Regions from separate parts of the Mus musculus genome. Here all the other regions are linked to region 3. Evidence: chromatin contacts called from public Hi-C data. All regions are on one chromosome and are shown on one strand. Each heading gives the region's core, a stretch centred on a gene start, on an enhancer-like site or on the middle of the called end of the contact. The rest is flanking DNA. Distances are from core to core; before and after follow the strand shown. Region 1 holds the start of Adat1 (adenosine deaminase, tRNA-specific 1). Region 2 holds the start of Foxc2 (forkhead box C2). Region 3 holds the start of Cenpn (centromere protein N).

The links. A called contact is a pair of places that touch in the nucleus more often than the background predicts.
Region 1: a Hi-C map of muscle stem cells shows a contact between it and region 3, with 5 times the contacts expected there. The contact joins the promoter of Adat1 here to the promoter of Cenpn in region 3.
Region 2: a Hi-C map of CD4 T cells shows a contact between it and region 3, with 6 times the contacts expected there. The contact joins the promoter of Foxc2 here to the promoter of Cenpn in region 3.

Annotation. Positions count from the first base shown.
Region 1 is chr8:111,991,009-111,993,708 of GRCm38.p6, forward strand. Adat1 (adenosine deaminase, tRNA-specific 1) reads right to left here and starts at 1,294. Exons shown (of 10, transcript NM_013925.5): 1 at 1,173-1,294. It overlaps Kars (lysyl-tRNA synthetase), which reads right to left. Exons shown (of 14, transcript NM_053092.3): 14 at 2,431-2,698. The coding sequence ends at 2,600.
Region 2 is chr8:121,114,854-121,117,553 of GRCm38.p6, forward strand. Foxc2 (forkhead box C2) reads left to right here and starts at 1,318. Exons shown (of 1, transcript NM_013519.2): 1 at 1,318-2,700. The coding sequence starts at 1,762.
Region 3 is chr8:116,920,485-116,923,184 of GRCm38.p6, forward strand. It overlaps Cenpn (centromere protein N), which reads left to right and starts at 1,256. Exons shown (of 12, transcript NM_028131.3): 1 at 1,256-1,299; 2 at 1,844-1,957. Cmc2 (COX assembly mitochondrial protein 2) reads right to left here and starts at 952. Exons shown (of 4, transcript NM_026844.3): 1 at 867-952.

The DNA of each region.
Region 1 (2,700 bases), core at 44-2,543, 4.9 Mb before region 3:
AGGTTTCAATCTCAGTTTTAATACAGATGAACTGTGTGATTCCTGGGTAATTAGTTTTCACATCTGTTAAAACATGACTAATAGTATTTAACATTTTTTTTTCTAGACAGGGCTTTTCTGTGTAACAGTCCTGGCTGTCCTAGGACTTGCTCTGTAGACCTGGGTGCCCTGGAACGCACAGAGATCACCTGCCTCTGCCTCCTTTGTGCTAGGATTAAAGGCACGTGCCACCTAGCTAGTATTTAACATCTCTTATAAATACTTAAAAAGGCAAATGTCTATATACTGTGATTAGCATTCAGAAGATACAACATTTGGTGATCTGGGAAATTTGTATTGGTGGCAGAAGAGAAGCAATGTAACGGGCACACCAAGCCACTTCCATACAACCTAACAGAACATTATGCAGATCAGATCTGAAAGAGGCCTACAGTTGGCAGAAGAAATTCTCTCACTCTTGGCTGTTAGCGCTCACTGGATATAGCTCGACTTCAGTCGATTATATAAAAAGCTCCGTAGATGAGCTCACGCGATGGCTAGAGATGGCAGAGCATTTGTAGAATAAACAACAGAATTGTTTTTTTTGTTAGTTTGTTTTTTTTCTGAGCTCTGATGCGATGTTTTGGCAAGGTATTTCTAAGACTTCTGCAAAATGCAGGCACATTTTGCAGTAAATGGTAATGACTATTCTGGCAGGGGCTGACAGAGATTGTAACTTTCAAGTCTAACGCAGAGAAGTCTTGTATTTCTAGAAGGAATCCCAGAATCCTGTTAGTTCCTGATAGGCATCACAGAAGTTTATTTTATGAAGGTAGCCATCTGCCATTAAATTCGAGGTACACATTAGAACTACAAAACAAGGGGACGAAGCGGTCCAAACTACATCACGTCATTCACGCAGTTGTCGAACGTTTCGATATTTTGGGTCCGCTGTAATTCATCTCTACAACCCCAGGGCTCCTTCATACGAAGCAGCTCACAACAGGTATTGCTTTGGCTAAAAATAACAGTGCAAAGGTTGAAAAAACAAACAAACACTTCTTTTCCCACCCTTCCTACCGCAGGGCTGGAGAGCCTAGCAGGGCTGAGACCCCTCCCCGTGGGAGCAGTGGACACAGGTCCTCACAGTCTCCCCCCACCGCCCTCCCCTCGGCCAACTGTGTAGAGCTAACCCCGAGACGCCGATCCGGAGTCCCTCACACCCTATTATCCACGCGCCGCAACCTCCACGCGATGCCCCTCTACCGCCACGCTCGTTTAACCAGGTTGCGCAGCGGAAGTGACGCCCTAGAGGGCCGCTCCGGTCAAGCTCTGCCCGCAAAGCACGCTGGTCTTTGTAGTCTGTGGGAACGGTGCAAAGGGGAGGAAGCCGCCTCCGCAGCAAAGACCGACTTAGCTCGCATCTCATCAAAATTTTGAACAGAACTATAAGCAGATCCTCTGACAGTTTCTCACCTCAGTCATGGGCTTGGATGACCTGGCCCTCACTCATTTCTCTCATAACCCATTGTTATTCTTCAAATCGTTTCTTTTTTTTTTTTTTTTTTTTTCGAGACAGGGTTTCTCTGTGTAGCCCTGGCTGTCCTGGAACTTACTCTGTAGACCAGGCTGGCCTCGAACTCAGAAATCCACCTGCCTCTGCCTCCGGAGTGCTGGGATTAAAGGCATGAGCCACCACTGCCCGGCTCTTCAAATACAGTCTTATGGACATATATGCATGTATATATTTTAAAAGATTTATGTGCGTGTGCCTGTATCAATTGTCAATTTGTGCACATATGTGCATGCAAATGCCCAAGGCAGCTAGAAAAGGGTATTGGGAACTGGATCACGGTTGCAAGCTGCCTGACACACGGGTGCTGGGTACTGAAGCCTGGTCCTCTGTAAGAGCATCAATCCCTTGCAGCACTGAGCCATGTCTCCTGTACTGCAGTCTAAGTCTGCCTCCAGCCAAAAGGAACCTGCACTGGATCTGGTCTGGTTCTCCCTCAACTCTGCACTCAAGCCCTAAAGAAAATAAAAGGGATTTTTATGGAAGAAGTGACTTGACTTTTGTTCTCTGGTTGTTTCCAGTATTTCAGCACAATGGCTCATACTGAATAGACAGACATTAATATACATTTATTAGAGATTCTGACTGCAGGTGGGGCCGAGAAGTTGGCTTAGGAGTTAAGAGCACACCCTGCTCCCATGGGGCTGACCTTCGTTTTTCAGCCTCCGTGCTGGGCAGCTTACAGTGCCTGTAACTCTGGCTCTAAGGGACCCAACATCTCTGGCCTCAGGGCACCTGCACTCTAAATGCACACACACACACACACACACACACACACAATTGATAATAAAAATAAATCTTAAAAAGAATACAATGACAGAGCTCTAATTAGACCACTCATCAGACCAGCAGCCCGGGGGAGAAAAAGTAACACTGCATGGGTAAAGAGAGAAATGATTTATTTGGTAACGAGGAATAAAAAGAACTTCTTTAGTTCTTCTCTCTTGTGGAGGTTGGACTGCAGTGGCCAGATGGACGGCGCCACACAGGAATCGCTCCCTCAGACCAGATCTGCTGAGATGCAGACACCATAGTTGCATGTGCCTTCTAGACAGAGGGGCTGGCCTCTGTGCTCTCTGGGGTTTCAGTGGTCGCTGCAGTTTCCTTCTTGTCCTCTGGCTTCATGGCAGGAAACAGAAGTACTTCCT
Region 2 (2,700 bases), core at 68-2,567, 4.2 Mb after region 3:
ACCGAGCAGGGATCCGATGACGACTGGAGATGTTGAAGGAATAAATACCAGTCCACAAATAAACAAACTGTCCCCGGGATTCCTAGAGGGAAGGAGCACGCTTGAAGGTCGGGGAACTCCGAGTCGCTGTGCGTCAAGGTTGGCATAAAATTAAAAAAAAAAAAAGTCCTTCAGTTACCAGGCCCTCTAAGGAGCCCCTGGTCCTCAGCTCACCTTATCAAAACTCAGTAAAACAAACAGCCTGAAATACAGTCAATTTACAGGATCCCAAAGATGCTGACCGCGGAGTGGGACCCACGCCGGGCCCCGGCAACAGCTAGGGAAGCGGGTCCGAGGCTACACAGTGCCGCGCTCCTTTGCGTTTCCAGTGACGAAGCCGGCGATGGAGTGCAGGCTTGGAGCTCCCCACGCCGAACGGGGACACCAGCTCCCGGGGGCTGGCTGCCTTGTCCTAACCTCCAGACAGCGCTTTCATAGGTGGGGAGAAGGGAGAGGCCGGGATGGATGGCAGGGAAAGCTAGCCCTCGTCTATGCGGGAGAGGAGACCAGGAAAGCAACAGTTGGGTTCACGCGCTTCCCTGAACCCCACGAAATTGTTTGGAGGACTCAGATGGATCACCTAAGTAGCAGCGAAGACGAAGGACCAATGGTTCCTTAGGTGTTACCTTCCCAGTTTGGCATTCCCACTAAGCCTTCCCTCCCAGCCCGACCCCGTCGTGAAGGGGAGAGGAACCGAATTCTCCAACCCGGCCTCCTTTGTGGGCTCTTCCTCAACCTGGAAGCGTCCTGTGAATTATCCATCACTGCATTCAACAGGCCCTACACGCTCAGTCCGTTTGCTCTGAACCCATTACAACTAGGCCCCGATAATTAAGAAATCTAATTATTCGCCTCTTCATCCATTAATAATAATAAAAAAAAAATCTCCAGGCTCTTTCCTACTTACAAGGTCTTGGGGGCAAATCTCTGCCCAACTTCATCAATTCGATGTTATATTTCAAACTAAACTTCTTTTTATTTTCCAAAGGAACAGGGTTTTTAATTTTTGCTCTGGACACGTGGTCTCGTTAAACAAAATGTGATAATAAAATAAAATTTTATAAGATGTAACTCATTTTTAAAAGTCCTCAAGTTAACTTGAGCTGGGGGGGGGGGAGATCTGGCTAAGAGCATCTGGGTCTTAGAGCCGACGGATTCAGGCGCTCCTCGTTTTGATTGGTGCCATCCTTCTCGCAGCTGCCAGATGATTGGTGCAAACTTCCTGGAGGGGGCGCGGCCTGAAGAAAGTAAAAACTCGCTTTGAGCCAGAAGACTTTTGAAACTTTTCCCAATCCCTAAAAGGGACTTTGCTTCTTTTTCCGGGCTCGGCCGCGCAGCCTCTCCGGACCCTAGCTCGCTGACGCTGCGGGCTGCAGTTCTCCTGGCGGGGCCCCGAGAGCCGCTGTCTCCTTTTCTAGCACTCGGAAGGGCTGGTGTCGCTCCACGGTCGCGCGTGGCGTCTGTGCCGCCAGCTCAGGGCTGCCACCCGCCAAGCCGAGAGTGCGCGGCCAGCGGGGCCGCCTGCCGTGCACCCTTCAGGATGCCGATCCGCCCGGTCGGCTGAACCCGAGCGCCGGCGTCTTCCGCGCGTGGACCGCGAGGCTGCCCCGAGTCGGGGCTGCCTGCATCGCTCCGTCCCTTCCTGCTCTCCTGCTCCGGGCCTCGCTCGCCGCGGGCCGCAGTCGGTGCGCGCAGGCGGCGACCGGGCGTCTGGGACGCAGCATGCAGGCGCGTTACTCGGTATCGGACCCCAACGCCCTGGGAGTGGTACCCTATTTGAGTGAGCAAAACTACTACCGGGCGGCCGGCAGCTACGGCGGCATGGCCAGCCCCATGGGCGTCTACTCCGGCCACCCGGAGCAGTACGGCGCCGGCATGGGCCGCTCCTACGCGCCCTACCACCACCAGCCCGCGGCGCCCAAGGACCTGGTGAAGCCGCCCTACAGCTATATAGCGCTCATCACCATGGCGATCCAGAACGCGCCAGAGAAGAAGATCACTCTGAACGGCATCTACCAGTTCATCATGGACCGTTTCCCCTTCTACCGCGAGAACAAGCAGGGCTGGCAGAACAGCATCCGCCACAACCTGTCACTCAATGAGTGCTTCGTGAAAGTGCCGCGCGACGACAAGAAGCCGGGCAAGGGCAGCTACTGGACGCTCGACCCGGACTCCTACAACATGTTCGAGAATGGCAGCTTCCTGCGGCGGCGGCGGCGCTTCAAGAAGAAGGATGTGCCCAAGGACAAGGAGGAGCGGGCCCACCTCAAGGAGCCGCCCTCGACCACGGCCAAGGGCGCTCCGACAGGGACCCCGGTAGCTGACGGGCCCAAGGAGGCCGAGAAGAAAGTCGTGGTTAAGAGCGAGGCGGCGTCCCCCGCGCTGCCGGTCATCACCAAGGTGGAGACGCTGAGCCCCGAGGGAGCGCTGCAGGCCAGTCCGCGCAGCGCATCCTCCACGCCCGCAGGTTCCCCAGACGGCTCGCTGCCGGAGCACCACGCCGCGGCGCCTAACGGGCTGCCCGGCTTCAGCGTGGAGACCATCATGACGCTGCGCACGTCGCCTCCGGGCGGCGATCTGAGCCCAGCGGCCGCGCGCGCCGGCCTGGTGGTGCCACCGCTGGCACTGCCATACGCCGCAGCGCCACCCGCCGCTTACACG
Region 3 (2,700 bases), core at 6-2,505:
ATCTCCTACTAGTGCCAGGTAGGCAGGTAAGTAGTCTGCTAAGACCAGGGAAATTTTAGAGGAAAAAAGAAATAAATGTCTGCTGAATGTTGACATTTAACACTGAAAATGGAGAGGCGTATTTTCACTTCGATCAACCAAATACCAAGGCCTGGATGTACAAGACAGAAAAGATGTCAAGAGAATCCCTTTGCCAAGGCAAAGTTGCATACATTTAAAGTGGGTTTTGTTACTAACACAGGGTCTAGTGTAGCCTCAAATTCCTTATGTTGCTGAGGGTGACCTTGAATTCCTGATTCTTGCCTCCACCACCTCCCCAGAGCTGAGATTGAAGCAAACCATCCTACCCTCCTTGCCTGGGGTTTTGTTTGATTTCGAGAAGTTTTAACAGAGGCTTCTAATACATCTATTGTGAAAACACTCACAGTCGTCCTCGAAGCCTATCTAACGGACCCTAAACATTACTTTCCTTGTCAAGTGTACCGTGGGGGATCTTTACAGATACCCACATCACCAGCCAGTCCAGTGACTTTTCAGTAAAGAAACTTTTGACGGCAGCTCCCTAGATTAGTTATCAGCCAGAACAGTTAGCTCAATGCGCCCTCAGTGTCACGCATCTCCAAAGTTTTGCAGCAGGGTACGCGCACTCGACCAGGCGCGCGCCCAAGGTCGCAATGCCAGCGAGCGGCGGGCAGATCTCAGCAGTGTGACAGCTCATGCCCGCGGCTCACCAAGAAGAGTGTTCCTAGTAAAGGTCCAAGGGCAGGGACATGGGTGAACCTAGCGCGGCGTGGGAAGCTAAAGAGCCGCGTCCTTCCGCCACAGGCAGCCAGATGCCCGGAGGCTGAAGGACACCCGACACTCACCGTCACTCAGCCCCTACAAGAAGCACAGAAAGAGAAGTCACCGACACGGAGCCCGCAGCTCCCTTAGGACTTGCAAGCACCGACGCTCCGCGCATGCGTCATCCTGCATGCATCGCTCCGCCTGGACCGGTCCACTGTCCCATGCTGAGGGGGATCTAGGGCCATCCCACCGGGGCTCGGCGGGGACAGCACACAGAGATGACTGCCAGGTGGAATTCGAGACGGAGAACAATTATATTTACATGATCCTGTCTCTGAGTACAGCGACTCTGGGGATCTAAAGCGTTTTCCATCAGGCGCCCACAGCCGCGTCCCCCCGTGCAGCCGAAGCAGTGCGGAGGGCTTGCCAGGTGGGCGGGGCCCGAGCGGCCATTGGCGGCTTCAAAAGCACCTCGGCGGGAACCGCTGCAGAGACGGCGGGCGATGTGGACTGGTAAGGCAGCCTCAGCGACACCGAATTGGACTCGGAGGCGGCGGGAGGACTACAGGAGCCAGGCCTCAGACATCTACGGGGGCCTTGCCACGGCGCAGTTCCGCCACGGGATCTTAGCCTAGGAGTGACACTAGTGGAGGCCGGGTCCGGGCCAAGAGGGCCGGGATGAGCGTCCATGGCGTCATATCCGCCCGGAGTGGGGCGGGGTTTTATGTCCCTTGGCGTTTATGCCATGGAGGCTCCGGGCTGCCCGCTCAAGAGCTGCTTTACTTTGATCCTTAGGTTCCGTCGAGCCTAGGTGTCAGCTCTCTAATTCCTAGCCTCGCCTCAGTTTTTGTCCATGCCTCCTGTTGCTATACTCCTTGTGCTCCATGCGGGTCTACCGGATCGTTATTGTCACGTGTACATTCAACAGCCTTGTCTTAGCTGCTACCATGAATAAAGCGCTAGAAAATAGAAATTGAAATAGTAACAGGGCAGAAAGTTCACTCAAAGACTTGCTAACTTTGTTGATGTGTTACGCCCTTTCTGTCATTTCTTTTAGGAAGGGCATGGTGCAGATAGATCACTCAGAATTAAGAATCTTCGGAAGTGCTAAGGATTGGGCACCCCACCCCGAAGGCCCTGATCTCCGAAGTTTATAGCCGCATCTGGCCTGGTCAGTACTGGGATAGGAGAAATGCCTGCTTTGCATACACTCTCCTCTAATTTACCTCACTGAGGATCAGGAAAACGCTCTCAGATGTTGTCACGAACAAGGTGTTGGTTTAATAGTTGACAGACAGTGGAACTATATCCTTCCCTTGTGCATACCGCTTAGGGTGGGTATCCAGTCACTCTTCCATCAGTCATTAGTCAAGTGCATATGAGATTGTTCTTGGGTGACCAGACTCGCTGTGTGATTTGGCTCATGGTGACTGAAATTGCTAGGATCAGAACCCCCCAGCCCTGGCAGCCCTAACAAGCTAGGCTCCATAGGCCACTTAAAAGGACAAGTCTTTTGTTTGTTTGTTTGTTTGTTTGTTTTGTTTTTTCGAGACAGGGTTTCTCTTTATAGCCCTGTCTGTCCTGGTACTCACTTTGTAGACCAGGCTGGCCTTGAACTCAGAAATCCGCCTGCTTCTGCCTCCCAAGTACTGGGATTAGAGATGTGCGCCACCACCGCCTGGCTAAAAAAGACAAGTCTTAAATGAGAGGCAGAAAAGAGACATGTATTCAGTGTGGCCACACTGGGAAGAGCAAAGAGGTCTAGTGACCCACACACCAAGTGTTGAGTCCTGAAACAGAAGATTCAACAGAAAGCAGAGGGTATACACAACTAAGCAGCCCTAGTCACGGTGTGGTCCTCCCATCTCTGAGACATCGTTGCCCTGGTGTTGCAGTCCCTTCTGCAAGAGGGTC